Regions from separate parts of the Sus scrofa genome. Here region 2 is linked to region 1. The links are chromatin contacts, called in public Hi-C maps. All regions are on one chromosome and are shown on one strand. The core of a region is the stretch at or near the end of the contact, and the rest is flanking DNA. Distances in the headings are between cores, read along the strand shown.

Region 1 (4,186 bases), core at 395-2,894:
CCGGCAGCCTTCAGCTCAGTTTACCTTTCTCCAGCCCACATTCATTCATTCAACAAACACTTCCTGGGGCACCATGCTGTACAGTAGAAAAAAAAAATGGTATTGGGGAAATAACAATTAAAAAGAAAAAAAACATTTCCTAAGTGCCAACCAGCGCCACAGCCCTGTTGCCCTCCCCCATTTCCTGAGGCTCCTAGAGGTGCCCAGCTTCAGGTCCACTGACCAGCAAGGAGGTGAGTCTCTGCAGAGAGGGAACTCTTGCCAGCCACACCCCAGGGGGGCACCTCAAGTGGCTTTGGTTCCCCACCCCCACCTCCAGCTATAGTCCCTTGTTGCTTTATCCCTTTGTCCACATGCTGGCAGGGAACTTCTCCTTGCTCTCAGGCAGCCTCCAGACCCCAGGCTCCCCCTCCCCTGTGTGTCCTCCTGAGAATTGAACCCAGTTCTCACTGCTTGGGGAAAGGCAGCTCTGACTCCTAGGATTAGAATCTTCTCAGCAGAATTATTTTATTTTATTTTATTTTGCTTTTTAGGGCTGCACCTGCGGCATATGGAAGTTCCCAGGCTAGGGGTCCAATCAGAGCTACAGCTGCCAGGCTACACTACAGGCACAGTAACACAGGATCCGAGCGCATCTGTGACCTACACCACAGCTCACGCAATGCCGGATCCTTAACCCACTGAGCTAGGCCAGGGATCGAACCCACAACCTCATGGTTCCTAGTTGGATTTGTTGCCGCTGCGCCACGATGGGAGCTCCAGAATCTTGGTTTTGAAGAAGGTGTCCATAAACCTAAATAAAGGTATTGCTCCACTAACACACACTGAGGGAACACCTGCTTCGCCTGTGCTGTGCCAGGCAGGGGATATAGCTGTGAACCCACCCAAGAGTCATGTCGAAGGATGTTGAAGTGGGAGTTTCCCAGCATGCCTCCAGTGTGGAGGCAGGAGAGCCTGTTGGGCACAGGGTTGTGTGTTTGGGGCCATTGCGCCCCCACTGAAGGGAGCCGCTGTGCTTCTCCTGGCCTCAGGATCCTCCGGGAAAAACATGGCTCATCCCCTCTGCTGGGGGCAGATCGTGGACTGACTGACACGTGAGCCGCTTGGCTGCCAGTCCTGGGGGACAGGAGGAGGGGGACAGCATGGGTAGCTTCCTCACCGCTGCCCCCTCTGGGCACAAAGCCCTGAGGAAAGGGCCCCCTCCTCACCAGCTTGCAGGAGTTTTCCACTTGACAGCCCAAGGGCAGCTCATTCCAAGGCTCTGAATCCCTTTCCCTTCCCACCCACTGAAACTGCATTTTCAAGGTGGCCATTTCCACCCTCCTACTGAGGGCTGGGAACTGATTGGGAAGAGACAGAATCTTATGCTTTTTATGTACAAAGACTTAGCTAGACATACTGTATACAAACAGATATATCTCTCTTATTAAAACTTCACGAGGGCTGGTGATTAAGGAGGGAAATGGCTTTAAACATTTTTGGCAAGTCTCCGCAATGAAGAAAGTTTGGAAACCGCACTAAGGCAGGGTGCCTGCCATTCCCAGATCTACCACAGGGGGCAGCACTTCCCAGGCACCCGCGCTTGTTCAGCTCGGCTCCCCTTCCGCGTCTGAGAATTTCAGGATGTGGGGGAGAGTGGCCTTGGTGTGACCTTGAGACCCTCAGAGGCTCAGCTTGGAGCTAAGCTGTGGGTGCACCGCGGAGCAGCCCGGGGGATGAAAGCAGCTGGCTGAGAGATGTGCGCTTCCTTCCTTGGCATTTGCAACAGATTGTGCTCCGAGGGGGGCGTGGGTTTGGGACCGGAGCCCTCCGTGCCCCTCTCTAGTCCACTCTCCTGTGCTCTCTGCCCCGAGGTCCTGTCCCCTCCGTGGTGAGGACAGAGATCTTCCTGCAGTCCTCGCGGCCGGCCGCCTTCTTGGTGGACGGGGCTGTGCACTGGCTCACCAACTTCATCGTGGGCTTCGTGTTCCCATCCATCCAGGTGAGGGGACGCCCTTGGGGAGTGGGGGGGGGAGGGGCCGCCCCTTCCCCCACTCCCTGCCCCAGCCCCAAGCCAAAGGAGATTCAGGAAATAGGGGGGCCCCTTCTGCTAGGAACATCTGCCGAGGGGACAAGGCCGGGCACTGCTCTTGGGCAAGTTCAAGGTCCATAAGACACACGTGGAACCACTTGGGCCAAACTATAACTACACCGGTTTCCCGCCTTCTGAAGAGAGCTCCCCGAAGCCAGGCCCTGAAAGGCTGATTATATAGGGGCTCTGGTTGGCCAAGGTCAAAGCTAGCTAGAGGAGTTTCCATCGTGGCTCAATGGTTAACGAATCCGACTAGGAACCCTGAGGTTGCAGGTTTGATCCCTGGCCTTACTCAGTGGGTTAAGGATCTGGCATTGCCGTGAGCTGTGGTGTAGGTCGCAGACGCGGCTCGGATCCGGCGTTGCTGTAGCTGTGGTGTAGGCCGGCAGCTACAGCTCCGATTAGACCCCTAGCCTGGGAACCTCCATATGCCGTGGGTGCGGCCCTAAAAAGACAAAAAAAAAAAAAAATCTAGCTAGAGCCAGGGAGAGGGAGCGAGTGGGGGGGTTCAAGTTTAGAGGAGATGGTGGCCCTGTTGTTAGAAGGCAGCATCCTTTGTGATATGAGAGCAGAAACCGATTTTCTAGCTACTCCAGTCCTCTGGGAGCAAAGTAGAACTGGTCACCAAGAAACCCCTGTGGGACTCACAAAAGCCTCACCCAGAGCTGTTCCTGTCGTGTCTCTCTTCCTCCACCCCCTCCTGTTCTCTGGTCTCTTGGCTTAGGAGGTCATTGGCGCCTACAGCTTCATCATCTTTGCGGGTATCTGCCTCCTCACGGCTGTTTACATCTATGAGGTCATTCCTGAGACCAAGGGCCGAACATTTGTGGAGATAAACCGAATTTTTGCCAAGAGAAACAAAGTAGAGATTCCAGAGAAAGGAGAAGAAGTCACAGATGCTGGCCGTCACCTTCCATCTCTCCCTGCCAAAGAGACGTCCTTTTAGTGGCCCTTCAAGGCTTCCTTCTCTGAGGAGGGGAACTCTCTGCCCCAGGTCCTGAGGGAGGGTAATAGCCGTGAGGTTTCCTGCCCGAGGCGGCAGCAGTGGGAAGCCAGTGGGATGTTTGGTCCCTGATTTGGTTGAGAAGTGGGTGGTTAGCCACCAACGCTAACCCTGGGAGGAATGACGTAGGGGATGGGCAGGTTTGTGAGAATTGATCAGCAAGAATAGATTCTCTGCTTCTACATCAGCATCAAAACTTGAGTGATGGATGGATGCCTTTTTTTTTTTTTTAAAGACTGAACCCGCAGCACATGGAAGTTCCTGGGCCAGGGATTGGGTCCAAGCCATAACTTCAACCTATGCTGCAGGTGCAGGAAGGCCAGATCCTTTAACCCACTGCACCTTGCAGGGGTCCTTTACTCGCGTTCCGATGGTTGATGCTAAAATTGACACACGACCTGGGCTTCATCATACCTTAGTAGCTGGATTCCTGGGAGGCGGGAGCAGAGGAAGAGAGAGAAATGAAATTGCGGACAGACTCACACCCATAGCTTTGAACGTCACGTAGATAGCATTCGTTCTGCCACATTCTGTTCTTTAGAAACTAGTCACTCATTCCAGCCCACGCTGAGGGTGGGTGGAGTCAGAATGCAAGTCTCGAGCAGAGGCATGTCAAAAAAAAAATTGCCGGAGTTCCCGTCGTGGCGCAGTGGTTAACGAATCCGACTAGGAACCATGAGGTTGCGGGTTCGGTCCCTGCCCTTGCTCAGTGGGTTAACGATCCGGCGTTGCCGTGAGCTGTGATGTAGGTTGCAGACGCGGCTCGGATCCCGCGTTGCTGTGGCTCTGGCGTAGGCTGGCAGCTACAGCTCCGATTGGACCCCTAGCCTGGGAACCTCCATATGCCGCGGGAGCGGCCCAAGAAATAGCAACAACAACAACAACAAAAAAAAAGACAAAAGACAAAAAAAAATAAAAAATAAAAAAAAATAAATAAAAGGGAAAAAAATTGCCAAAATCATTTAGAACCACTGTTTTTTTAATTTTTATTTTTGCTTTTGAGGGCCACACTCACAGCATATGGACGTTCCCAGGCTAGGGGTCTAATCAGAGCTATAGCTCCTGGCCTACACCACAGCCACAGCAACGCAGGATCTGAGCCGCATCTGCTA
Region 2 (4,736 bases), core at 343-2,842, 140 kb before region 1:
CTTCCACCCCATGGTGACAGGCATGGGGGGAGGCAAGAGTGGCCAGGAATTGTCCTCTCCCCTGCACTGCTGGTGTGGGGGAAACGTAGGCGGGACCTGAAGCGATGCAGCCCCCCTGGGCATTCTCACCTGGTGGCTGGCTCTTTCCTCTCTGGGACTGTTCTAGAATCCCTGGAAAAGTCTGGGAGCAGAGGCTCCTCGCAGACTCAGCCCTCTGAGCCTCAGGATGGGCCTCGGTCAAATGGGGACCGCTCACACCTGGCCTCCATTGTATCCAAATGTGATTACACATCTGGGCAGCAGCTCCCCCCCCCCCCCGTCCCCGCCCTGCCTCAAGAAGGAGCGCAAGGCGAGCGAGACTCCTGGAGCCAAGACGACCTTCACCCTTGGGTTTTGTCCGCGTGGAGAAGACAGGTGCCACAGTCCTGCTAGGGTGAGTCTGCGAGGAGGCTTTGCTTCTGCGGAAGCGCCTTCTGTCCTGAGACAGCGGGAAGCGGCGGGGTGGGGGGACACTCCTCTTTCCTTTAGACCTGGGCGCGCTGGCCGCAGGGCAGTTTGTCTCCCAAGGGTCCCCGATCTGAACCTGGTCGGATTGGCTGGGATCTGCGGAGGCTGGGGGCGGGGTGGTGGCTGGGGAGCCCCTTTCCGCACAGCAGAGTGAGGTCTCCGTGGCTGCCCGTGCCCGGCGGACGTCCTGCGCCAATCGCGGGGCAGCGCGGAAACCGTGAGAAAAAGGAGGCGCGCACCTTGCGGGCTGTCCCGCGCCTCCTCGGGTCGGGGTTGGTGCCTGCGCGAAGCCTCAGGGCGGGTGCGGGGGCTGCGGCTGGGCCCTCGGCTGAGCCGGGCCCCGCGCGGTCTCCGCCCCGCGCACCCCGGCTCTAGAGCGCCGCGCCTCGGCGATGCCCGCCGCCGGCTTCTGCGTCCCGGGACGCGCGAGCCGAGTCACTCCTGCGCCTGCAGCGCCGGAACTTGGGGCGCGGGGGGTGGGGGCGGGGTGCCGGGCCGGCGGGCGGTGGCCGCGGCGGGGTGCCTGTTTCTGGCACTCTGAGCCCTTTCCTGTCTCTATGAATCGGGGCCGCGTAGGACTTCCGAGCTCTCCGGGCTGGCAGTGTCGCGGACACAACAGGTCCAGACCCAGGACACCTCCCTCGCCTGCGTCCGGGACTCGGGTTTCTCCTTCCCTCTTCCCGGGGAGAGGCCCGCGGGCTGGGCATCGCAGCCAGCGGCCCCGCGGTTTCAGTTTGCTTTTTTACAGCACCCCCCCCCCCGGCCGGCCCGGGCTTCGGTCCCGCCGCGGTGGGCCGAGGAGCCCTTCTTTGGAAGGGTCGCGATGGCCACGGAGTCCAGTCGTCGGTTCCGGGAGCGCGCCCCGGGGACCCCGCCGCTGGCGGAGGCGAGGGGCGCTGCGCTGTCCGCGCCGTCGCCAGGGAAGCACCAACCCAGGCGGGCAACAGCGGTGGAGGCGCCCCGGGGACCCTGACTCAGGGCAGGAAGGGACCTGCCCCGTGGCCGGATGCGCCCTGTGCCCCAGCAGCGCGCTGGGCCGCCGCGCTCCCGGCCTCGGGCAGCGCGCACACCCCACCCCCTCGACGTGACACAGGCGCCTGCAGCGCCCCCGCCCCATACGCCGCGGACTGGCGCCGCCCCCCACCGGCCCTTCTGGCCCCACCTGGGCCCTTTTTCTTTTCAGGTGGAGGGAATGCTGGCCCCCGGTCTCTCTGGAGCGAGGGGACTCCACGGATCGGGGACAGGAGACACGCGTCTCCAGCCCCGGGGCCCGGCTGTGCGCGCAGGAGGGAGGACCCAGAGCGGGCTCTGCCTGGGCTTGCCTGGGCTTGTTCAGAGCCAGGCTGCTTGCCTCGGTGACTGCGCGGATCCGGGGAGATTTCGAGATTTTGCGGGAGCCTTGGAACCAAGCCCCGGGGAGGAGGCGGCTGGAAGCCCGCGCGACCTGCTCGCCCCGTCCAAGGGTGAGCCCAGGTAAACGCTCGAGTTCTCGGTCTGTGTGAAAGCTGGGAAGGGAGGCAGGAGCTAGACCAAGTGCTTTAATAATACCAGTAATGGGAACCCTGTTGAATGGTGTGGCCTCCGAGTCATAAGAAAGAAGAGTGTCCAAGAAGCAACAAAATGTTCTTTGATTTCATAATCTTTGGAAAGAAAGGATTCCTTTTTTTTTGAGTTTTGCATGGCTGGCTATTTCTTTCCTCCTCGCTCTCCATCGTGGGTACAGGAGGGCTCACTGGTCTGGGAGTGGCAATGGGGACCGTGGCTGCCCTGCTGCTGCTCACCCTCGCGGTATCCGAGCAAATACCTTGATTTCCTGAAAGTGGGGGCATCGAAACTAGCTCCCCGAGGTGCTTGTGAACTGCCTCAGAGGGGAAAAGTGCTTTGGTCGCTAAAGTAGTGTTGTGTAAGAAGTCGGGTCGGCCAATTCGAGTTTTAAGGCGAGGGACAGGAGAGGTTTGCAGTCCCACTGCCTCTCCTCCCCCTCCCCCACACCCTGCCCAGCCGGGGAGCGGCCTGTCGGGATGAAGGACTGGGAGGCAGGGCACGTCTGGTGGTTCATCCACCTGGCAAGGAGCAGCAAGAGGCAAAGCAACCTGCCCTGCTTCCGGGGGGCGGTGAGGCTGGTAGCTTGAATTCGATTCGGGACCTCCTCCTGTGCCTTTACTGTTTCTGCGCCTGATGGGGACAGGGAGCAAGGGGACAGCATGACTGGGCAGAAAGAGCCAGGGCCTGCGGCCTCCTGATGCATGGGCGCTGGTCTGCAGCTGGGAGTGGCCGGGCGTCCTGGATAAGTGCCTGGTGGAATTCTGTAGCCAGGAATCGTGTCCCGAAGGCAAGATGGTGCCCTGTAAGTTTTGTGGACCAGTTCTGCCTCTGCCCCCAGGTCTGAGAGACCATTGGGACAAATGGCCACTGCCCTGAGCCTCTGTGTAGCAATGGCCGAGGTGGGTGGGCTGAGCAGGAGGTGGGGGGGCTCCTGTATTCGTGGACATTCCCCTTGAAAGTTATCCAGGAGCAGAAGTCTGATGGGGCAGCGTCAGCTGGTACCCTGGGCCCACTGGGATCTGCTGCCTTATGTGTTGGGGTCTGTTTCCTGAGCTTCCCAAACCTGAGGACTGGCCAAGACTGTCCTGCTCTGCCTGCCAGTCCAGCTTTCTTGCCAGCCTCAAGAATCCCCTGGTGAACAGGCTCTGCAGCCCCAAGGACTTACACTATTACTCCCCTCCCGGGGCCCTTGGCACACATCACAAATCAATGACGCTAAATCTAGACCCGCCTCTGAGCCCTTCTCATCATGGAGAGTCAGGAAGCACCTCGCATGGATCCTGCCACTTAATGGCATTGCCAGACCTGAATCTGCCCTTGTAACTGGCCCCTGGGCTGGGTGCAGGCAGAGGAAAGGAGGCACAGGATCCTGCCCCTGGGTCCAGGCTGCTCAGCCTCAGTTGAGAAGAAGTCAGAGACACACACAAGAAGAAAATGACTAGGCAGGACCCATTCATTCATTCATTCACTTATTCATTCAGCAACTATTTAGTGAATCTTTGCTGTGTGCCTGTGTCATTTAGCTTTAAGACAGCAGTGAACCAAACAGGCCAGTCCTTGCTTTTGTGAGGCAGCTGATCTGATTGAGGAAACAGGCCATCCATGAACAAAAGAAGTATTTTAAGACATTTGGTGGTGATAAATGCTCTGAAGGGGTTGGAGGGTGACAAGTGTTGTGGAGGGGCGGTTTTGCTGGAGGGGGTAAGTCATTGAGATGAGGGGAGGGCTTTTGGGGAGAAGGGTCAGCAGGTGCGAAGGGGCCTTTGAGAAATTTGTAAGGAAGCCGGTGAGGCTGGAGGGAGGGGTCACAGGTGAAGCGGGGCAGGGGCTTATGCCCAGAGAACGTGGCGTGACGTCCAAAGGGCCATGCTCTGCAGCCTTTGGAGGGTTTTGAGCTGCACCCGTCATAATCTTAGGTTTTAAAATGATAATTCTGGCTGTAGCGTAAGAGAATGTAATGAGAGGCAGCAGGGCGGTCCTGCTGGAGGCCATTACTTGGTCCAGGTAGAAACCACAGTGGCTGGAAGAGGGCAGTAGCCTGGAGGGCTTAGAGGCAGTAGGGTTTTGTTTTGTCTTGGTTTTTTTTTTGCCACCCCACCCACACACACCAGGGTGTGAACTCGCAGCACAGCAGCAACCTGAGCCACTGCGGTAACAATGCCAGGCCCTTAACCCCCTGTGCCACAAGGGAACTCCTATGATCTTCACTTCTGATAGCTGAAAAGAGAGGTGAAGGGAGGCCACGGGCCTCACCTTCTCAGGTGATTGGGGTGCGGGCTCCACCAGCAGTTTCTGCCGAGTTTGCACTGGTGGCCTTTGCTGAAGGGGCGGCCTGGGTCCCATGTTAGGACAGGAGAGGACAGAAGCACCTGTTTGTATTATTCCACCTTGAGGGAGAGAGTCCTGGCTCCAGCACCCACAGAAATGGGCCTCATTTCCTTTTAGCCTGTCTGACAACAAGGGCTGATGTGTGTGTTTGGTCAGGGAGGACCATCAGGGGCTACTTTGAACCCTAATTTTAATGATGAAAGAGTCCTTAGGGATGAAGGCGTTTGGTGGCTGACCTTGGGCGTGCACCCCCCCATTCTGGGTCTGGCTGTAGCTGCCATGCAGAGGCTGCTGGATGCTAGGGTCTCATCTCTCCCTTCAAAGGCGCCTCAGTTCCCCACTGGGGCCTCCACGGT

Evidence for each region. A called contact is a pair of places that touch in the nucleus more often than the background predicts.
Region 2: a contact with region 1 is called in a Hi-C map of epiblast stem cells, with 1.8 times the contacts expected there. The contact joins two enhancer-like sites. A contact is called at or near these places in 2 of 47 Hi-C or Micro-C datasets (embryonic fibroblasts and epiblast stem cells).

What each region holds. Positions count from the first base shown.
Region 1 is chr6:69,483,314-69,487,499 of Sscrofa11.1, reverse strand. It overlaps SLC2A7 (solute carrier family 2, facilitated glucose transporter member 7), which reads left to right. Exons shown (of 12, transcript XM_021095281.1): 11 at 1,854-1,981; 12 at 2,796-3,764. The coding sequence ends at 3,017. Among named protein-coding and RNA genes, the nearest start is that of SLC2A7, 18 kb to the left of the region's middle. Within about 2 kb of position 1,644, at least 5 of the 83 cell types and tissues checked have an H3K27ac peak or open chromatin away from gene starts, as enhancers often do. A contact at or near this core is called in epiblast stem cells, where this site is marked.
Region 2 is chr6:69,623,682-69,628,417 of Sscrofa11.1, reverse strand. It overlaps LOC110261090 (a long non-coding RNA gene), which reads left to right. Exons shown (of 5, transcript XR_002344883.1): 2 at 1-433; 3 at 1,691-1,980. Among named protein-coding and RNA genes, the nearest start is that of H6PD, 40 kb to the left of the region's middle. Within about 2 kb of position 1,592, at least 37 of the 83 cell types and tissues checked have an H3K27ac peak or open chromatin away from gene starts, as enhancers often do. A contact at or near this core is called in epiblast stem cells, where this site is marked.